Regions from separate parts of the Mus musculus genome. Here region 2 is linked to region 1. Evidence: chromatin contacts called from public HiChIP or PLAC-seq data. All regions are on one chromosome and are shown on one strand. Each heading gives the region's core, a stretch centred on a gene start, on an enhancer-like site or on the middle of the called end of the contact. The rest is flanking DNA. Distances are from core to core; before and after follow the strand shown.

What was found. HiChIP or PLAC-seq counts read pairs in DNA pulled down with a chosen protein or histone mark.
Region 2: a contact with region 1 is called in an H3K27ac HiChIP or PLAC-seq map of stem cell-derived epiblast-like cells, with 2.9 times the contacts expected there. The contact joins the enhancer-like site here to the promoter of Ahr in region 1. A contact is called at or near these places in 7 of 39 promoter capture datasets (the 3T3-L1 cell line, cranial neural crest, embryonic stem cells and 3 more), 1 of 15 datasets of contacts at CTCF or cohesin (CD8 T cells), 13 of 484 Hi-C or Micro-C datasets (B cells, cortical neurons, embryonic fibroblasts and 4 more), 11 of 115 datasets of contacts at active chromatin or transcription factors (CD8 T cells, Th2 cells, embryonic stem cells and 2 more) and 3 of 9 other capture datasets (adipose tissue, liver and pancreatic islet).

The regions. Positions count from the first base shown.
Region 1 is chr12:35,533,209-35,537,848 of GRCm38.p6, forward strand. Ahr (aryl-hydrocarbon receptor) reads right to left here and starts at 1,781. Exons shown (of 11, transcript NM_013464.4): 1 at 1,354-1,781. The coding sequence starts at 1,415.
Region 2 is chr12:35,638,320-35,643,329 of GRCm38.p6, forward strand. No RefSeq gene overlaps it. Among named protein-coding and RNA genes, the nearest start is that of 9130015A21Rik, 54 kb to the right of the region's middle. Within about 2 kb of position 2,887, at least 49 of the 459 cell types and tissues checked have an H3K27ac peak or open chromatin away from gene starts, as enhancers often do. A contact at or near this core is called in B cells, CD8 T cells, embryonic stem cells and 4 more, where this site is marked.

The sequences.
Region 1 (4,640 bases), core at 531-3,030:
GGAACAAGCACTTGAAAGCCTCGGAAACTGTAACTGCCAGGAACAAAGTCAAATTGAGCAAACATGTTTTAACAAAAAGAAACCGTCCTACAAAATACTAAAGCACTGAAAGCCAGGGTCCAAAGAACTGCCGGGGTAGAAAACTGCTGAGTCAACGACATTTGCGTCCTTTAAAGTGTACCAACCATAAAACTTCCAAATTCTGATCAAACTATTTACACATGGACATCTCCTCTCAATATTAATTTGTAAGTCAAGATTTGAGGAACTAGGACAGTTGAAATTCTTAAGGGGAATTAAAATCCACAAATAACCCAACTTCTAAGCTAGTAACTATTTGTAAACAGTGTATAAATCTTAAGTTGGTTTTTTTGTTGTTTTTGTTTTCTTTTTTTGGTTCACTTGGTGATAGCTGTCATGTTTCAAGCAAAACACACACTACTGATTGCCTGAAAGTGTTCCTAAAATAATTTATTTTTTTAAAAAAATAACAAATGGTGAGATGTGGAAACTCCAAGGTAATTATGAATGAATGCATCAATACAGACAACTCCTAAATGGAACCCTGTCTCAATCATGAATCTCTTTTCTGAGGGGGGAAAAAAAATCTCCCATCTCATACAAATAGCCCATGGAAATAAAGACCAAAGCCTGTAATCTCTGTCAGAATTGGCAAAAAAAAAAAAAAAAAAAAAAAAAAAAAAAAAAAAAAAGCAAGGGGAAATGAACTACAGGTAGAGAGTAGAAATAACTTAGAAGTCAGTCTAGTTCTTTTTCCTCTTCTTAATGATTTAAAATTTTACAGACCCAAAAGCACTCCAAAAGGAGGAAGAAAACTGCACCAAAGAGTGGCTAAGAATGCCACCAAGCTGCCAGGGCACCTGTCCACTGCACACTCCAACCTGCTATCAATTCTGCGCCTACACCGAGCCCTGCAGAACTGCTGCCTAGGAAGTAAATGAGAGAGCAAAACAGAAAGCTAGGCGCTAAGAACAGAAAGACATTCCTTCAAAGGCACAGGTCCCCTCCTTCAAGACAACACGTGTTTAGCTCTGCCCAACATCTCACCTCAGTGAGCTGTCTACTTATCCTCCGTGTCCCCTAAAGCTCACGGCAGCGGAGATCTAGAGTGGAGGATTTCCAGGCAAGCTTAACTAACTAAGCTAGAGCGGCACTAGGTAGGTCAGAGCTGTCAACGAACCAGCCAGGGAAGGTCGCTGAGCAGTAAAGGTGCAGGTGCCTGAAAGCAGGATTTTTTTTTTTTTAACGCATTGGTTGAGACTCAGCTCCTGGATGGCGGCACGCGTGGGGACCTCCCGCACCCTCGGAGCGCGCCTGCCCGCCGTCACTCACGTTTTCTGCACCGGCTTGCGCCGCTTGCGGCTGGCATAGGTGATGTTGGCGCCGCTGCTCATGGTGCCCGCGCCCTGCCCGCTCCACCTGCGTCCCGGAGGCGGCGCCCTGCCCGCGCTGCGCCCAGGTGAGCCGCCGCCGAGGGCGGGACGACCGCGACGCGCAGGTGCGGGCGACAGAGGAGACTCGGGCTGCCCGAGCTGGCCGCGGAGGAGAAACCCGCACGCTAGCCGCGCCCGGTCCCGAGGGTCAGGAGGGGCCGCAGTGCTCTAGGGCTTCCCGGCTCCCGCGCTGTGCCGCGGCGTCGCTCACAACCCTGCCTGGCAGCCACCCCCGAGTCCGTCCACCAGTTCGTCCTCCGGGTCGCTCCGGGCTGAGCCTCTCCGGGACACGCGTGGGGCACCGAGCGTCAAAGGGAGCGCACACACACGCTGCCGCCCGCCGCGAGCCCGCTCCTCCGCAGCCGCGACCCCGCGCAGCTCCGCCCCGGGCTCCAGCCCCGCCCCACCTGCTCGGCCCCGCCCCTCACGGTTCCCAGGAGGGCCCCACCCTCTTCGCAGCACGTGATGACGCAGGACGTAGTGACTCCCAACACTTCTTGCAGTCCGAGGTTCTGGGGGTGGGGTGGTGTTCGCCCAGTACCTGTTTTCCAGCCTCAAAAGGGGTGTGAGGCCACATTATGCCTAGGCAAATTCCTTGTAACCCAGACATCAAGATTTACCAGGCAAAGAGCTTAGCTCATCCTAGAGTTGAGTCATCTAATTTTTGACAAAGATTTTACATTGAGCTGGTAGATAAATAACTGCGACTGGAGAGCATTCTAAGGGGAAAACTTCAAAAATGCCCTGCAAAGTTAGTTGTCTTGAAGGCTACGAGTTTTATAATCCTTTTCCCTCCCACATTTATTTTATGTCTACAGAAGACAATAAAACATCGTTTCCTCCATCAGACTTCAGGAAGATGAGAAGGAAAGAAGCACAGGAGTGCTGAGAGCATGAGAAATTGGAGGGTAGGTACTGAGACTATGACCAGAGACCTGAGTTTCTGTTAGTAGTACGGTAGAGCTGATGGGAGGAAAAAGAAAAAAAAAAAAAAAGATAATCTAGGAACAAATCATAAAGATTTAATGAAGAAATTGGGTCTCATTCTGCAGACAACAGAGAGCTTTTAAAGGCGTAATTTGGAAGATGATGTTCCATCTTTCTTGGGAAAGTCACTGTGGGAAAAGGTGGAAATTCTGTTACTCAGGAACAAAACAGATGGAAGAGAGAATCGCTGGGAAATTGATGAAATCGACCAGCTGCAAGACCAATGGCACAGCCATGGGGATGAGAGAAAAGAGACAGCAGAGATGATAAAGGAAGAGGGAAGGTCGCTGTTAACCACCAAAGAATAGAGGCAGAGAAGTGAATTTTGGGAGTCAGGTAGGTGATGCTGGACATGAAGAGATAGAGATGAAGTCTGATGTGTTTTATAGATTTGAGAAAGAGATCAGAAGAGAGGATACACAACAGCAAGGAAAAGGATAGCGAGAAAACTAAGAACAACAAATGGTGCCCAGGCTGTGGAGGAAGAAGAACCCGCATCACTGTGGGTGGTTGTAAACTGGTCCAGCCACTGTGGAACTCTGTATAGAGTTTCTCAACAAATTAAAAACAGATCCACAAGATGACCTGCTATTCTCCTGCGCACATACCTGATAGCCCTTCATTCAAAACAAGTGAGAAGTGGACCCAGACTAGATTCACATCAACCTATGGATGGATAAATAAAATGTAGTGCGTCTACACAATGGCATTTTATGGGACTCTGAATAAAACTGAAATCATGGCATTTGCAGGTAAACAAGTGGAACTGGAGGCTGCCGTGTTAAGCATGGCAGACACAGAAGGCAAATACCATGTTTTCTCTAGATGTATGCTCTAGATTTTGATTTTTACACATGTTGAAACTAGGAAAGCGATCATGAGAGTGGAAAAAGGAGCTCTTGGGTTGGAGGTGAGAAGAGAAAGGGCAGGAGAATACACATGACACAGAAGGAGAAGAGGGGATCCTGTGGGAGCAAGCAGAGCAGCAGGAGTGGGGGAAGGAATGGGGGGGGGGCGTCCAGCAGAATGGGAGCATGGTAATTCATACATTTCATTAAGCCCATCGCTTTGTGTGCTAATATTAGAAACAAATTTAAGAGTTAAAATTGATAGTTTTCTCAACTATGTTTCCAGCTGGGTAACAATGGCATGAATCACCAGAAAGAAATTATAAAGCTGGCCTCATGCTTCTTAGGTTTGAAATAGATTTAGGACATCTAAGGAAAGATGGTAAATGGGGCAACCTGTGAGGTAGAAACTGGAACTGTGATCGAGAAGCTGTTTGCTATTGGACAAAAAAGAGAGTGTGGTGATGCCCTGTGGGTACTGCAAAAGAACTGCCAGGACTAAAACCTGGAAAGCTCAAGAGCCCCACCCCCACTCCCCACCCCCCACCCCCCACCCCGAGAGCTGGGTCCACCGGTGGAGTGGAAGGTGAAAAATGGCCCCGTTATTTCAACAAGGAAGGCCGAGAAAAGAGAACAAAGATTCACTGACTAGTGTGAACTATTTTGCGAGGCCCCATTGTTAATTACTAATTAATAATAATGTAGTGTTGATTTAATGGGAGTGATGAGTGGGGTTGTTCTACTTCTTTACAAAAGATGAAGAGGTCATTGACTTTGTGAGGAAAAAAAAAGACAAAGGTGATAAGTAACAATAGATACTTATAGAAAAGCAGAGAAAGTGCCCAAGCAGAAATGAGATCAGGGCTGTGGTGGACTTGCTAACAACGAGAGCAGTTCTTGAGGGGCTTTGCTTTGTAAAGTCCCCCATAGCTTCTATAGGGCTTCATGGTTCCCACCTGCAATCCCGGCACATAGTGTGCTGAGTCAGGAAGGAGTCTACAAGTTCAAAGCCAGTCTAAGCACCAATATTATTAGCCTAAGTATGATTTTTTTTTTTTCTGAAATGGGGGGACTTGCACAGAATGTCTTTACTGAGTCCTTTAATAAGGTCTTCCAGGTGATCCAACAGTTTGGGGTTGAGTGCCATGTAAGTTAGGGGAGAAAGGATAGATGAGTTACACTGAGTAGACTAGTAAAATTTACAGTGGAAATAAAATGAAAGAGCATTTAGCCTTAGCTATAGAAGAATGTGTATGCCCTGTGATTGGTAGATTTCATTTTAATTTCATTTTAGAAATATATACATTAGAAATGATCTTGGAAATGACAACAGGAAAGTGGGAATCAGTGT
Region 2 (5,010 bases), core at 1,637-4,136, 110 kb after region 1:
GTGCCTATGTCAACAGGACTCATTCACTCAAAAGAGTACTCACTTGGGGCTTCCTCTTCTCCTCTCTCTCTCTCTCTCTCTCTCTCTCTCTCTCTCTCTCTCTCTCTCTGTCTCTCTCCCTCTCTGCTTACAAGAAGAGAGAAACATCTGGTCAGGAAGAGCATGTCAATATCAGCCTTTGAGGTTTGCAGCCTAGCATATCTGCCATGATTGCTGCTGTCTGCACTAAAGTTACTGAAAATAGATTTCAATTGAACTCACAGTTCAGTGTCTCCATTAAAGCATCCCATGTCTAGTACTGCTTACCCATCAGAGGAAAGCTACTGGAGAACTAGATTACATGGGTGAAAATTGGTTTGTTGTTTCTGCTGACGTTTTATCACTGTGGAAACTTCCACTGAAAGCAACCAGAAAGAGAAATAAAAATTCAAGAAAAGGGCTGATAACGGTCATTAAGGATCCATGGGTGTCAACTTTTTGATTGGAATATTTTATTAGCACCACTTTATTGCAATATGTTCCTAAAATTTCTTTTCTAGAGATGGAAATAATGACTACCATTCCTTCTAAGGTCCCAGTGATACCACTGAAGTTCATGCTAGGGAACCAATGGTTTGGCTAATCTTTGTTCTGTGGTGATGGATAAGAGTTTACAGCTTGCAGTGTAGCTGGCCTTAAAGCAGCCACTGGAAAGTGGGGTGGCCTTAAAGCATCCGTACTGGAACGTGGGGTGGCTTTAAAGCAGTCACACTAGAATGTTTTTACCCAGCAAGGATAATAACTCCCCATGGTTATATGGGTGGTGCCTCCTCCCTAGTTCTTTCCAGCCTATACATTCTTGTTTCTCAGGATGCCATATGCAGTTGTGGCAGATGTGTATACAGCTGACTGGGAGGGATGACTGGATACTCACATGAGGGTCCACGGCCTCTCAGCACTTCCTGTGTGAAGGAACATCTATAGCAAACAAACACAGCTATGGCAATCCTTTGCAGGCATACCCAGCTGAACCTGAAGAACGCAACAGTTTGACTTAGAGAATGATAGTCCTGTCTAACTTAAATATACTAAGTAGTGCTATGTCAAAATATACCTGGAATTGTGTTTTTATATGGGAAGAGTCAGCCCTTAAGTAATATTTAAAATATACCTCAGGTTTGCTGGTCAACTTTAAGTAATCATGTGACCACATGTAAGTAGTATCTATATCATTGGATAATATAGCTCTATATCTAATTTATCTACTTTTTGAAATAACAAAAATAATATACTGAGTATTGATCTCTTCAGAGATAAGCAAAGCAACTTGCTATGCCCTGATGCCTGTCTTGTTTACTTAATGAGAACTATACATATGCAGTCAATGTTCTTCTAGTTGGCGATTTTTATAAATAAGGTTTACTACCCAGGAACTTATTTTCTTGAGGTTGTTTGGAGTTGGTTTTTGTTTTGTCTGTTTAATCACAGAATCTTTACAACATGTCTATTGTTTCCTAGTCCTTGGAATATACACTAGTAAGTTCTACAGACATAACAGTCAGAGAAGGGCTCACATGGCTGACTAGCTAGAAAATCTGATGGAATGACTAATGAGACATCTTGTTTTTCAGTTCATCAGTAGCTGACCTTACTTTCTAAAGTAAATTAACTTTCAAACCAAGCTTGAGCATTATAGACCCTGAGCAGACTGCGAACACAAGCTAGAATTATAAATAAAGTTTTAGTTAATCTATAAAAGACTACATATTGGTAATGATTTCTCAATGTAATAAATATGAAATACCAGAGTAAAAACATCCTGCAGAGCTAAAGTCTACATTCTAGGGAATTTGTCTACTACATGAATGATGGCTCAGTATCTAGGAAATTCACAATAAAGTAAATATTTTATCTGGAGAGAAGAATTTTAAAAATGAAGTGAAGATTAATATATTTTCATATTTGTATGGGATACTTCCTATACAAATTCCACTATTTATCTTTTGTGGTTTTAAATTCAGGTTCAGACATAGTTCAGGCAAATCAAATTATATAAACAAGTTACAAATAACTTAATTTCATCATGTCATGTTCATGCTATAAATCCATCAGAAGAGAGTAGCCCAAGCCTGAAGATGTTAAACTAATCGAGTTGCACAAGAGAAGACTTTGAGACATAATCCAAATAAACTTTAATATCAAAAGAACTGTGATGATGAAGTGACCTACAAAAGTCAATTCCATATGCATGTATCTATTTCTTTTCTGTTAAGAAGGATTTGTATTTTAAGATTACTTAAAGCAATATAACATAAAAATAAGTGGTTTTAGCAAAAGTCAAACCAAAAGTGTCAAATAGAACCAGAGCTAAGGATAATAGAATAACTCATCAAAGCAGCCCCATAAAATAAAAGCCACTTGTGTGCCCTCAGTTTGCAGCAACCAGTTCTGAAGAGGAAGTCTGTCCAGTTATAGAACTCACAATAGAGTTGCAGAGCTAGAATCTAATTAATTAGAAGAAAACACAACACGTGTTGATTCTAAGGTCAGGACACTCTTGCTTCCCAACTGTCTTCGTAGAGTGGGCACCAGGCATCAAAGGAAGAAGAGCATCTCCCTTGAGTACACACAATGAAGGACTGTACAGAGCTTACTACAAGCTAACAGGTCAAACAAATTACTGGAGGGTGAGTATGTAAACGGGGACTGTATGGTGGAGGATAATGAACAGCAGAACAAAGCAAATGAACATTCCAGTCCTGCCTCAGCCACAGGCTGGGTCTGCTGCCCTGAAAAAGGTGCTTTCGTTTTCTAGGTTCTGCTTTTCTCTTCTGTAAAGTTGAGGGACTGATGTCAAAGGTTCTTTCCAGCTCAGGAGCTCTAGGTTTCTAAGCAAGGAACCACATGTTTTACTGCAAACTCTAGAGCCAGTCATAAGAGCCAGACACCTTTCACTCTCACTGTCTGCACACACAGTCATATGGAAACAAAACGTGTAAAAAGGTTCCTTCTGAATAAAGTAGAAACTGCCCTCATGTACCTCTGGGGGAAACGTGAATGTATTTTGATTCTTTGGCACATGTAATTAAAACAAACAAACAAACAAACAAACAAAAAACCTTGAACTCACATCAGAAATAATGATGAATGGAGCTTACTAGCAACTTTCCATGAGTGCAGTGGGGATTCCTTCCATCAAAGACTCGTCATATTTATCTCACCTTGTATTAAGATACTGGATGAGACCTTGAAATTAATATGTTAAGCAACCAGTATTTTTTTTTATCACAAACCCTGTACAAACAAATTTGAGGAATCATGGAAAATACCAAGCGGCACATGTGAGGCCAGAGGGATGCATTGATGACTTCGATTTCGTTTACCTGTCAGTAGAGTATGCTTTAAATATTCACTACATTCTTTATTTGATATAGTACTATGCTTACTAACCTCCACAAAATAGTAACTTCATCTCAAAAATTAAAATGATGGCTTTGGCCTTCATATGGGTCCTAAGCAACTGGAATGGGAGCTATCCCCAAATCTGTTGCCTATATGTGAGATATGTTCTACTAGCTAGGCTGCATTGTGTGGCCTCAGTGGGAGACATGCCTAGACTTGTACAGTCTTGAAGTGCCAGGGTGGGCTGGAAGAGATACCCAGGGGTCTCACCCACTCAGAGAAGGTACAGGCAGATGCAGAATGGTTGGGGGAGGGAGTAGCTGGGAGGTGGACAGTGAGGGTGTAAAGTGAATAATTTAAAAAAATTAATTGAGAAAATCAACAAGATAGATAAACCCTTAGCTAGACTAATTAGAGGGCACGGGGACAGTTTGCTAATTAACAAAATCAGAAATGAAAAGAGAGATATAACAAGAAAATATGAGGAAATAAAAAAAATCATCAGATCCTACTACAAAAGCCTATACTCAACACAATTGGGAAACCTTGCCATGGACTTGGCCCTTCTCAATCCGTGTGAATCAGAGTCTCAGACAGATGGGCATAGAGGCAGTGGGAATAGGGGTGACAAACAGATGCGACATTAGAGGGTGTGTTAAATCTGAGTGTAATGTCCAAAGGAAAAGTGGACTTTTTTATACAGAAGAAAAAAACAAGAAAAGCTAGGCAGGACACATCCACCAAGTTACAGAGACACAAAACAAAAGAAATGCATACATCAAAAGATGGTGGGAACCAGGCCTCTTTTACCACTTAGAATGGAGCCAGGTGTAATGCTAGTCTATTGTTAAACACCACCAGGGGTTCTTAGTAAATATCTTATTATACAGTTTCTTTGGGCCTAGTGAAGAAACCTGTCCCAGGGGGATTCACTAACTCTTTCATGGCTAATCCACCTATTCACTAGGCCATTGTGTATTCCCTTCTTTGGATGGGACTCTGCTATTGTCCTAATTAATCACTCTGCAGATAGCCCTGAGCTATTCTAGCTCTGTTCTTTGTAATGCCTAATTAGTTTCACTGTCTCTACTAGAAGTAAACTTGAATGTTACTGAATAGGTAACATTCTCCCTGAATTCCTACTGAATTCCAAGCTCATCAGCTACAAGGATTTTCTAGGAAGTTGGAACATTGGTGGAGGCTTACCTATGTCAAAATTTAATCTTTAAAGTCACTTATAATAAAACAATACTGAAAGAGCGCATATACCATACTAAGGCAGGGACAAGGTTTGAGTATACAGACTATGAGAATGCCAAGGTTCCAGAAGGCTGAGTTTCCTTGAAACTCTTTGCCACTTGACTGCCTCCAGGACTTTTGACCCCATAGGCAGACTTCACTGGAGTGGGAATAGCAAAACCTGAATGAAATGGAAAATTTTCTAGACAGATACCAGGTACCAAAGTCAAATCAGGATCTGATTAATGATCTAAACAGTCGCATATCCCCTAAAGAAATAGAAACAGTCATACAGTCATTAATAGTCTCCCAACAAAAACAAAAAAAAAAAACAAAAAAAACAAAAAACAAAAAACAACAACAACAAAAAAAAACAAAACAGGACCAGAT